Linked DNA regions of Mus musculus: regions 2 and 3 are each linked to region 1. A link is a contact called in public HiChIP or PLAC-seq data. All regions are on one chromosome and are shown on one strand. Each heading gives the region's core, a stretch centred on a gene start, on an enhancer-like site or on the middle of the called end of the contact. The rest is flanking DNA. Distances are from core to core; before and after follow the strand shown.

What was found. HiChIP or PLAC-seq counts read pairs in DNA pulled down with a chosen protein or histone mark.
Region 2: a contact with region 1 is called in a FOXA1 HiChIP or PLAC-seq map of pancreatic cancer cells. The contact joins two enhancer-like sites. A contact is called at or near these places in 1 of 115 datasets of contacts at active chromatin or transcription factors (pancreatic cancer cells) and 2 of 9 other capture datasets (adipose tissue and liver).
Region 3: a FOXA1 HiChIP or PLAC-seq map of pancreatic cancer cells shows a contact between it and region 1. The contact joins two enhancer-like sites. A contact is called at or near these places in 3 of 15 datasets of contacts at CTCF or cohesin (embryonic stem cells, large pre-B cells and pro-B cells), 4 of 484 Hi-C or Micro-C datasets (cerebral cortex, cortical neurons and embryonic stem cells) and 2 of 115 datasets of contacts at active chromatin or transcription factors (large pre-B cells and pancreatic cancer cells).

The regions. Positions count from the first base shown.
Region 1 is chr13:33,821,251-33,824,789 of GRCm38.p6, forward strand. No RefSeq gene overlaps it. Among named protein-coding and RNA genes, the nearest start is that of Serpinb6e, 20 kb to the right of the region's middle. Within about 2 kb of position 2,286, at least 7 of the 459 cell types and tissues checked have an H3K27ac peak or open chromatin away from gene starts, as enhancers often do. A contact at or near this core is called in pancreatic cancer cells, where this site is marked.
Region 2 is chr13:33,180,956-33,185,093 of GRCm38.p6, forward strand. No RefSeq gene overlaps it. Among named protein-coding and RNA genes, the nearest start is that of Serpinb9d, 9.9 kb to the right of the region's middle. Within about 2 kb of position 1,481, at least 2 of the 459 cell types and tissues checked have an H3K27ac peak or open chromatin away from gene starts, as enhancers often do. A contact at or near this core is called in pancreatic cancer cells, where this site is marked.
Region 3 is chr13:32,911,047-32,914,933 of GRCm38.p6, forward strand. It overlaps a transcript of Serpinb1c not described here. Among named protein-coding and RNA genes, the nearest start is that of Serpinb1c, 15 kb to the left of the region's middle. Within about 2 kb of position 1,900, at least 80 of the 459 cell types and tissues checked have an H3K27ac peak or open chromatin away from gene starts, as enhancers often do. A contact at or near this core is called in pancreatic cancer cells, where this site is marked.

The sequences.
Region 1 (3,539 bases), core at 1,036-3,535:
TGAGTACTTGTCCAGTGGCACAAAAACTTATGATTTGTGTGGAGGCTAATTTTTCTAAATGTTAAAAACTTTCTGTGAGATCTACAGAGTGTAATGAAAACTTGTGTAAAGATAAATGAATTGTGTTGCCATGGTGATTTTTCCAGGTCTGAGTAACATTACAACATTTTGGTGTGTTGGCAAGGAATTTCCCTATGAAACACAGGACTACCAATCTGGAGGATCTTAAAGCCAGCAAAAACTAGTCTAGGTATTTGTATGTTTATGTTTATAATAACTGTGTTACTTCCTGCTTTTTCCCTGTCTGAACTCTGAATTTGTCTGAGCTTTCTGTATGAGATCTGCAGAGCAGAACAGAAGCAAGCTTGTGTAGAGGTAAATGTGGAACCCTTCCAGACATGCTGAGATGATTTATTTCTGTGGAACTTGGTGTTTTGTGTTGCCATGGTAATTCGTCTAGGTTTGAACCTTGCTGAGGAATCTGTCTGAGTGTCAGAAGTTTTCTATGTGGTCTAAGCAGGTGAGTACTTGTCCAGTGGCACAAAAACTTATGATTTGTGTGGAGGCTAATTTCTCTAAATGTTAAAAACTTTCTGTGAGATCTACAGAGTGTAATGAAAACTTGTGTAAAGATAAATGACTTATGTTGCCATGGTGATTTTTCCAGGTCTGAGTAAACATTTGTACTGAGAGTTTTCATGTGTCTGTGCGTGCCACCTTCTGGTTTGTTCTTGTTACTACAGGTTGTATTTTTTTCTGTTTTTGGTTGAATTTTGCTTCTGGTTGTGCCTTTTTTCTGTTCACAGATTCTAAACGATGTCACATCCTTTGTAGTTCAAGGCTTCGAATGTGTTTCTTTGGCTTGTTGAAGTTAGGATAGACGTATCTGTGAGCTGTGGTTATCTCAGGGTCAGGAGACATCCTGAATCTCAGTCTGGGGTGGGTGTGGGCTTGGGGGGAGTCAAGAGACACCCACCAATCTGATCCTTTTCTTGTGGGTGTGCACCATTTTCTGATTATTTCTCATTTCTGCCTGATAGAGAGAGCAAGTTAGATTTGTGTTTTCAGTGGCATAAAGAGTTCTTTTTATGTGAGCACCATTTTCTGATCATTTCTTGTTTCTGCTCAATAGACAAAAAAAAAAAAAAGGTTTTATTTGTGGTTTTATTTATTATGTTTGTGTTTCTCGTTACATAATGATGATGATGAGGTTATTTTGATGAAGTAATTTTGACTTTGATGGGCTTATTGCTTTAACAAAATGACTTTTACAGGTGATTTTGACAAGTTGACTTTAAAGAAGTGACTTTTACTTAGACAGACATATTAACATGAGACAGGTTACCTCTACTGTATTCTACAGGTTCCCTTCACCACAGAAGAGGCCAAGAAGCTGGTTCCTTGTCCCACAGGGAATCCTCTCCCAATATGCTTGCTTTCCCTTGACTCGCCCAGATTGAGATTTTTTTTAACACCATTAAAGGTAAAAAGAGGTTTTAACCCCGTAAAGATTTTAAAGGTAAAAAGAGGCTCTTGGTAAGTCATCAGACTGTGTTGGCAGGTCTCAAGGCAGCCACAAGATGGCCCACAAATTTGGCCATAGTATATGATATTAGACAGTAAAAGCCCTTTTAGAGAAAGTCATGGAGACATTTCGACAATACACCACAATGAACTTTAAATTATTAGAAACAAAGGCAGAAATTGTTCTAGCTTTTGTTAATTAGGTGGCACCAGATATTAAGAAAAAGCTCCAGAGGATTAAGAAGTTAAAGAAAAAGTCTGAGGGATTTAATGATAATAGAAGAGAGAATATTTAATGGAAGAAAGACTACAGAGGAGAAGCAGATGAGAGGACAGAAGCAACAGACTCCAGACCTGGCAAAGATCCTGTTGGCAGACAAACCAAAAGACTGTAAGAGATGCCTAAAACAGATAGCTTCAAAAGAAGGAGGTAAGGGTGGCCTTAAAGATCAAAAGTATCCCCTCCCCAAGCACAGTGAATCCCTAAAAGTAAAAGGAAACCCCACTAGCGTTTCTATTGATAATTAATAACTTCAACATTCTGTCTTGCTAAAACCTGAAGATAGAGTCTCTTCATCCATTTATAAATGACTTCCTAGTGGCAACAGAAACAAAACAAAATCACAGGACCTCTTAGATACCATGAAAATTTTGGGCTATTGAGCCTCTGCTAAGAAGGTCCTATTGTGTCAACTACAGGTGACCACCCTAGGCCTGGGGGATGCCTACTCAGACTCAGGGTTCTGGCATCAGTTAATGGCCAATGTGTCACCAATTGGCAGAAGCTGGCCCCCACCCTGTTTACACATCAGTGCAGCAATGGCCTCCTGGTTAAATATTATGCCATGATGACTCATTACCAGCCTCTCTTCTTGAATGTCTGCAGTATAACTTTTCAGCTGCCCTGCTGCCTGACCCTGAGCATGAGTGATGGGCTTCTGCATAATTGCTCTTGGCTTGGTACTCCTATATTGAGTACAAGGTGAATGTAGAGGTAAAATGGTTTACCAATGGCAAAAGCCTCAATCAGGATGAACAGAGTTATGCTGGGCAGCAGTGGTCTCAGACACCAAGATCATATGGGCAGAGCCACTCCTGGCAGGAATGTTAGCCCAGAAAGATGAACTGGCAGCTCTGACCAAGGCACTGGAGCTGAGAAAAGGCAAGAGACACACATAGCCAGTGTGCCTTTGCTACCACTCATATTCCTTAGGCTATTTATAAGGAGAGGGACCTTCTGACAGCAGAAGGAAGAACTAAACTCCATCCCAGAAGGCAACAAGACAGCCCAATGAGTGCCCTGAAAAATTGGGCCCCTCACATCCTTGATTGCCCTAGACCCAGGAGATTCCATACTCTGACCAGACAGAAGACATGATCAAGGTCAAAAGCCTGCCCACCTCTTTGTATCATAAGAGATGATGGAGTACAGCTGACTACAAACTGATTATACTAGAGAAAATGGATATACACATACTTTAAAAGATCCATTGTTCTTCATACATGTGATACTAGAAAATGCAGGACTTAGTCTGCCAGTCCCACATCAGAATTATATATGCCAATTTGAACAGCTAAAATTATTAAAAACTATAAGGCTTGTCAATTGACCAATACAGTTGCTAGTGAGAAGAACCCTGGTACTCAATACAGGAGGAGTACCAAGCCAAGAGTCTCTCAGGAAATGGACTTAATGGAGGTAAAACCAGGAAAATTCAGATACAAATATTTGCTAATATTAAAGATACCTTTTCAAGATAGACTGAGACTTTCCCAACTAAGCATAAGACTGTGGAGACAGTAACAAAGGAACTACTAAAAAAAATCTTCCAAGATATAGTTTTCTAAGCATATAGGCCCAGACAATGGACCTACATTTGTGTGCAAGGTAAGTTAGAGATTAGATAATATTTTAGAGATTGATTAGAAACTTCATTGTGCACATAGACCCCAGAGTTCAGGATAGGTAGAAAAGATAAACCCTAAAAGAGATTTCAAATAAATTGACCTTAGAG
Region 2 (4,138 bases), core at 231-2,730, 640 kb before region 1:
ACCAGGCTCACAACTCCTGCCCACCACTGATCTTTTTACTGCATAGTTTCACTTTTTCAAGAATGTCAAATCACTTGAATTGCATAGAATGTTCTTTTTAATCCGGGAACAGACACAAAAGGCTCTTTGACATCTTTGTATGATCTGGCATCTTGTTTTCAGGCATGACGAACAGTCCATAGTGTGGTTGTGAGATTTTGGTCTTTTCAATTGAAAGTGTACTGACTGGTTTTGTGTGTCAACTTGACACAAGCTGGGGTTATCACAGAGCAAGGAGGCGCCCTTGAAGAAATGACTCCCTGAGATCCAGTGTGGGGCCGTGGATGTGTGGGGAAGAGGGGAGTAGGAGAGAGTGCCCACATCCCTCCAGAATTCCTGTGCTCTGAGCAGGCAGATGCAGGAGAACTGGTGGATGCTTTCCACGAGGCCCTGCATGGGCATCTGGCTGTGTGAAGCCACTGACCCCATATGGCAGGGGGTGGACAAGGGGCAGCCCCTGGTACCAGGTTCTCAGTCTCTGGCATCCCATGCTGGATATGGCAGAGGAGCTGAGAAGAGAATAGGGGACCCAGGTTGGTACTCGGCCCTGGAGGGGAAAGGAAGAGAGGTCAGGGGGAAGGGGGGCATTGGGTGGTTTCTGCGCAGGCGAGAGTCCTTCAGAGACAGTCTAGGGTCTCAATAATCATTGATATTACTAATTGTGCACAGGTTTGAACAAGTGTATGAAGATGTGTGTACAACATTGTGGCATTGTACAGAACAAGATTAACTATGCTAAAGCCATATGTGTATTGCTGTGAAATCCCTCACCAGACTCACAACTCCTGCCAACCACTGATATTTTTACTGCATAGTTTCACTTTTTCTAGAATGTCAAATCACATTTATTTATTTATTTATTTATTTATTTATAGGTTTATTGTAGAAAGGCAGGGGGAAAGAGAGATGATAAAAAGAAAGAGAGAGTCCAGCCATGGCGAAGAGGAGAGAAGGAGGAAGGGAAAGAGAGAAAGAGAGTTAGAGAGTAAGAAAGGTGAAGGCTTAGAGAGAGAGAGAGAGAGAGAGAGAGAGAGAGGGAGGGAGAGGTAAAAGTATACAGAGAGAGAGAGAGAGAGAGAGAGAGAGAGAGAGAGCTTAGAGAGTGAGGAGGGGCCAAACAGCCCCTCTTATAGTGGGCTTTGATCTTGCTGTTGCTAGGTAACTGTGGAGAGGAGTCAAGCCAGAAGGCCAGAAGCTTGGTACATTGTGTATGTGATTAATAGCCACATGCCTCTCTGGTGGGGGCTGTGAGGGCGGTGACTTCTATAGGATCCAGGGGTTCAGGAGACATGATTGAATGCCTACTGTCCCATGTAGGTGGAAATTACCACCACCCGGTACCACTGGGTTTCAAGACCTCAGCTTGACTGGAGACCAGGTTGTCTACGCATGGTCCATTGCCCCACAATCCAGCTGTAAGGCATTTACTCAATTAGTCATCAAGGGTGTGAGAGTCCATCGTGAGTGGTGCCATTGCTTGGCTGGTAGTCTTGGGCTCTATAAGAAAGGAAACAGAGCAAGCCACGGAAAGAAAGACTGTAAGTAATCTCCCTCCATGGACCTGCCTGACCTGCTTGAGTTTCAGTCCTGACTTCCTTTGGTGATGAACAGCAACGAGGAAGTTTAAGCTTAAAAAATCCTTTCCTCCCCAACTTGCTTCTTTGTCATTATGTTTGTTTAGGAATAGAAATTCTAAGACAGAAGGCATTCAGCTATATCTCCACTGCCATTTGATCAAATACCAAATCTTGTGATTCATAGGCTGGGTGTGATGGTCTACCCAAATTGACTCATGAAATTAGTTTCATACTGGCGTTTCTCTTACCTTTTTTAGTCTAGGGACACTACTATAGGTTATTAAAATATATATAAAAACATATGATCACATTTGTGTTTTACAAAGGTTGCTAGCCACATTTTGACTTGTGTATATCTTGGGAACTTGCTGTTATAGGCAATGGTGAGAAAGAGGTGTTACTTTGATTCAATGCAACTCATACACCAAGTCAGTGCAGAAAAAAGAAGTTACTTGTACTTGTACTCAAGACACTATTGATTGATCAGAGACTCGGATGAGATTCAGGAGCTGAACTGTGGTTTTTAAGTGCAAACCCCAAAAAAGCCACAATGATGTGTGCCAAATTACATTTGCATTTCCCAGCCATCAGGATTCAGGGGTTAGGGGACTTTCCAAGAAACATTTATTTATGATACACTTACACTGTCCTGTTCCGATTTCTTTGTTTATGCATCCATGGTAGGGAAACATGTCCAGCATTCATGTCTCAACTTGCCAACTAGGAGGTCAGTCACCCAGGGAAGTCTTGTGATTTTAAACTTTGATTCCCCATCTCAAAATGGAATTTCTATTCAAAATGCCTTTGGTTTGGTTGGGATCACGACAGGCAGAACACACAGCCCCTAGGCACACATAATAATATTCGAAGTTACCTGATAAGGTTCAAAGCTTTGATTCAGAGGCTTACATTTACACAAAGGAGTACTATTCAGCTATTAAAAAACAATGAATTCATGAAATTCTTAGGCACATGGATGGAACTAGAAAATATCATCCTGAGTGAGGTAACCTAGTCACAAAAGAACATACACATTATGCACTCACGGATAAGTGGATATTAATCCAGAAGTTCAGAATACTGAACATACAATTCACAGGCCACATGAAGCTCAAGTAGAAGGAAGACCAAAATGTAGATACTGCAGCCCTTTTTAGAAGGGGAATCAAAATACCCATGGGAGGATATACAGAGACAAAATGTGGAGCAGAAACTGAAGGAAAGGCCATCCAGAGACTGTCCCCATCTGGGGATCCATCCCATATATAGTTACCAAACCCAGACACTATTGTGGATGCCACCAAGTGCTTGCTGACAGAAGCCTGATATAGCTGTCTCCTGAGAGTTTCTTCCAGTGCCTGACAAATACAGAAGTGAATGCTCACAGTCATCCATTGGACTGAGTACAGGGAGGGGCTAGAGAATGTACTCAAGAAGCTGAAGGGTTTTGCAGCCCCATAAGAGGAACAACAATATAAACCAACCAGTACCCCCCAGAGCTCCAAGGAACTAAACCTGGGTACAAACCAAAGAGTACACATGGAGGTACCCATGGCTCCAATTACATATGTGGCAGAGGATGGACTTGTGGGACATCAATTAGAGGAGAGGCCCTTGGTCCTGTCAAGACTCGATGTCTCAGTGTAGGGGAATGCCAGGTCAGGAAAGCAGGAGTGGGTGGGTTAGTGAGCAGGGTAGGGGAGATGGGATAGGGGGTATTCAGAGGGGAAATGAGCAAAGGGGATAACATTAGAAATGTAAATAAGAAAATATCTAATAGAAAATGCAAAACGAAAGAACGAAAGAATGAAAGAACGAAAGAACGAAAGAAAGAAAGAAAGAAAGAAAGAAAGAAAGAGGGAGGGAGGAAGGAAGGAAAGAAGGGAGGACGGGAGGAAGGGAGGAAGGGGGGAAAGAAAGAAAGAAACAAAGAAAGAAAGAAGGAAGGAAAGAAAGAAAGAAAGAAAGAAAGAAAGAAAGAAAGAAAGAGAAGAGAAGAAACCAGTTTCAGGCCCACTCCACCATGCACAGTTATGGAACAGATATTGCAACTATCTGTGTCAAAGGCAAAGCTAGATGTTAATTAAAATTGTAAGAAGCCACTTTAATTGTAGCAATAAGTAATAGGGTCCAGCATAAAACAAACACAACTTTGTGAATAGATGCCTGGAAGCTTTAATAATTGAAGAAGGAAAGAGGATAGGATAGGGAAAGGGCATGGGTTTGTCTTTGTACTTAAATACTGCCAAAGACAGGAGAATGAAGGAATAACACCTAGGATTGGGAGAACTGGGCCCATGGTGTAATAAATATTGGCAGAAGTAATTGTTTGTGGTGAAAAGAAATATGAAACATTGCCCCTGTGACTTTGATATCTGTTTAAATCGTTTTGATAATATTTGGAGATTGGCCTCTAAAGAGAGAGTAAAGTTAAAATGAGGTCATGAGGGTGAAATCTTATCCAGTCTGACAACTGTCCTTTACATAAAGGAGATTGGGTCACAGCAAACAGGAAACACACT
Region 3 (3,887 bases), core at 650-3,149, 910 kb before region 1:
AGCAAGTGAATGTGACTTGTATGATAAAGACTTTAAGACACTGAAGAAATTGAAGAAGATAGCAGTAAATGGAAAGATCTCCCAGGCTCAAAGATAAGCAGGGTTAATATACTAAAAATGGTCATCTCACCAAAGCATTATACATATTCAATATAATCCCCATAAAAATTCTAACACAATTCATCACAGAAATTGAAAGGACAAATTTCAGTTTCATATGGAAACACACACACACACACACACACACACACACACACACACACACACCAGCATAACTAAACCAATCCTGAATAATAATAATAATAATAATAATAATGATAATAATAATAATAATAATAGTAAACTACTGGTGGTAGGAACTTCCCTGATCTCAGATTGCACTACAGAGCTATAGTAAAAACAAACAAACAAACAAACAAACAAACAAACAAAACAACAACAACAACAACAAACCAGTATAATGTTCTCACAAACACAGATATGTTGAATAATGGAATCAAATTGATGACCCAGATATAAGTCTGCACACCTGTGAGACCTTCTTTTTCACAAAGGATTCAGAAATACACACTGGAAAAAAGATAGCATCTTCAACATACGGTAGTAGTAAACTTCAAATGTATGATGGCTATATGTCAAAAATGCAAATAGATCCAAACTAAGTACCCTGCTCAAAACTCTTGTCCAAACAGATCAAAAGACATCAATGTAAGTCCAGATACACTGACTCTGATAGAAGAAAAAATTGGGGGATAGTCTTGAACTCATTGATACAGGAAAAAGACTTCTTGAACAAAATACCTATAGCATAGCCCCTAACATCAACAACTAATAAGTGAGACCATGTAAAACTGAAGATTCTCTGCCTCTCGGGGAAACCAGAAGTCTGTGCCAACTCAAGCAGGACATTATACCCCACATCGTTCCTGGCCTCAGAAGATCATTACAGCATGCACACACACTGTGGAGACAGTTTTTGTATCTATCAGATTCTAGCAGTGTGACAAAAAATAGCCAGACAGTGGTGGTGCACACCTTTAATCCCAGCACTTGGAAGGCAGAGGCAGGCCGATTTCTGAGTTCGAGGCCAGTCTAGTCTACAGTGTGAGTTCCAGGACAGCCAGGGCTACACAGAGAAACCCTGTCTCAAATAAACAAACAAACAAACAAACAAACAACAACAACAACAACAAAAACCCCTAGAGTAAGCAACTAAAAGTTTATTTTGGTTTATAACCTCAGAAGTTCCATCTGTTGTTGCTCATTCATATTATTGTGGAGCTGTCTTGAGACAGTGCATTATGACAGTGAGCCCTTAGTGTGCAGCACTTCTCACTCTGTGGAGACTGTAGGAAAGGATGCAGAGTGGAAGGGTCTGGGTGACAAAATCTCCCTCACAAGCATGCCCCATTCACTACCCTCCCCCAACCCCCATGAGTCCCTGCCTCCTAATCTTTCTGCTGACTTCCTACATTACTGCCTTGGAAAGAAACACTCCAGCATCTAAGTTCAGAAAAATCATTTAACATATAAAACAATAAATAATCTTTCCCTGGTTCCTAAATGCTGATGTCCCTTACATATTGCAAAATGAATCCAGTTTGTGAATCCCCCATACCCTTAACAGTTCCAGCAACGTGCAAAAGTACATAGCCGACTCTGAGAGCCTAGGCACCCTTATTTTTGAAGCTGTGGAAAACCAAAAACAACATTGCACATGCTTCCAATACACAAGCACAAGTGCACACTCCCCTTCCAAACTGAGAGAATGGGAAACTGTAAGGAGGAATCAGACTGGTATGAGAAAAAAAAAAAAAAAACCAACAGGGCAAAGGTTAAATCCATTAGCTTTGTCTGGCATCCAGAGAATGTGATAGCAGGACTCAAGTGCTAACAGGCCTGGGCAGTCCCAGTCCTGGGAACTGGTTGGCTGTGGTTCATCTGGGCTCCCTCTTTGGGGCCAAATCTACTCTTTGTCTACAGCTTTTCCAGGCAGCACAAGTTGGAGGAGTGTGGAACATGTTTCACTTTTACATGGATTCTGGCTTCTTGAAGTGGCATGGATTCTTCCACCCACTGGCCTCACAAAGCTTTCTATTGAAATCTCAGTGGAAGCCTATACAACTCCAACCCCCATCACATGTGCAATACCAGTCAGCAGTAGAGGGAGGAAGGCCCACTTGAGCTGTGGCTGTGGTGACCTTTGAGTCCCTGAATAGCTAAAAGCTGAGGAAGTGAGCCCCAAAGAAAAACTTCCCCAGGCAGCTCTGTGCAAGCAGGACATGTCAGAGCTCATCCCACAAAACAAAGTCATTTAAAATAGTTTAATCCTCTTCAGTGTGTGAAGAGCAAGAACTTGCTAATTCCTGAGACAGCATCCAGCTTTCTTCCTACTGTCCCATACAAAGTACTTGAGTGTGTATGTGTGTATGTGTGTGTGTGTGTGTGAGAGAGTGATATTATATGTGTGCATGTATGTGGAGGCTAGAGATCAACAGTTGATGTCTTCCTCTGTTGCTCTCCACTTCCTTTGAGGCAGTATCTTTCACTATTCACTTGCTTGTAGGTGAGTTCTGGGTATCCATTAGTTTTCCCACAACCCCGGTGTAAGGTTATAGATGCATGCTTCTGTGTCTGGGTTTTACTTGATGTTGGGGATTTGACTGGGGATTTATGGTTTTTTTGTGCTTGCAGAGCAAACATGTTACCCACTGAGCCATCATCCCAAACCCTACTTGATTTCTCTTTAACAGTGACAATTGCTTTAACAAAAACCTCCACTCCCCCAGGCATTTCTGGTAATAAAGTAGCAAGATTTTTGCTTTTTGTTTGTTTGTTTCTTTCTTTCTTTTTTGGAACATAGACTTTACTTGGATCTCATGTGGCAGCAGCATTCCATCAAGATGCAGACAATCCAAAAAGAAGATACCCACATAAACATAATTCCACCTCTAACAACAAAAATAACAGGAAGCAACAATCACTTTTCCTTAATATCTTTTAATATCAGTGGACTCACCTCAAAGACACAGGCTAACAGACTGGATACATAAACAGGACCCAGCATTTTTCTGCACACAGAAGCACACTTCAGTGACAAAGACAGACACCTCCTGAGAGTAAAAGGCTGAAAAAAAATTCCAAGCAAATGCTCCCAAGAAACAAGCTGGAGTAACCATTCTCATATCAAGTAAAATCGACTTTCAACCCAAAGTTATCAAAAAAGATAAGGAAGGACACTTCATTTTCATGAAAGGAAAAATCTACTAAGATGAACTCTCAATTCTGAACACCTATGCTACAAATGCAAGGGCACTCGCATTCATAAAAGAAACTTTACTAAAGCTCAAAGCACACATTGCACCTCACACAATAATACTGAGAGACTTCAATACCCCACTCTAATCATTGTACAGATCATGGAAACACACTAAACAGAAACACAGTGAAACTAACAGAAGTTATGAACAAATGGATTTAACAGATATCTATAGAACATTTTATCCTAAAACAAAAGGAAATACCTTCTTCTCAGCACCTTGTGGTACCTTTTCCAAAATTGACTATGTAATCACTCACAAAACAGGCCTCAACAGATACAAGAAGATTGAAGTAATCCCATGAATCCTATCAGATCATCACGGACTAAGGCTGGCCTTCAATAACAACAAAAACAATAAAAAAGCCTATATACACATGGAAGCTGAAGAACACTCTACTCGATGATAACATGGTCAAGGAAGAAATAAAGAAAGATATTAAAGACTTTTTAGAATTCAAGGAAAATGAAGCCACAACATACCCCAACTTATGGCACCCAATGAAAGCAGTGTGCTAAGAGGAAAACTCATAGTTCTGAGTGCCTCTTAAAAGAAACTGGAGAAAGC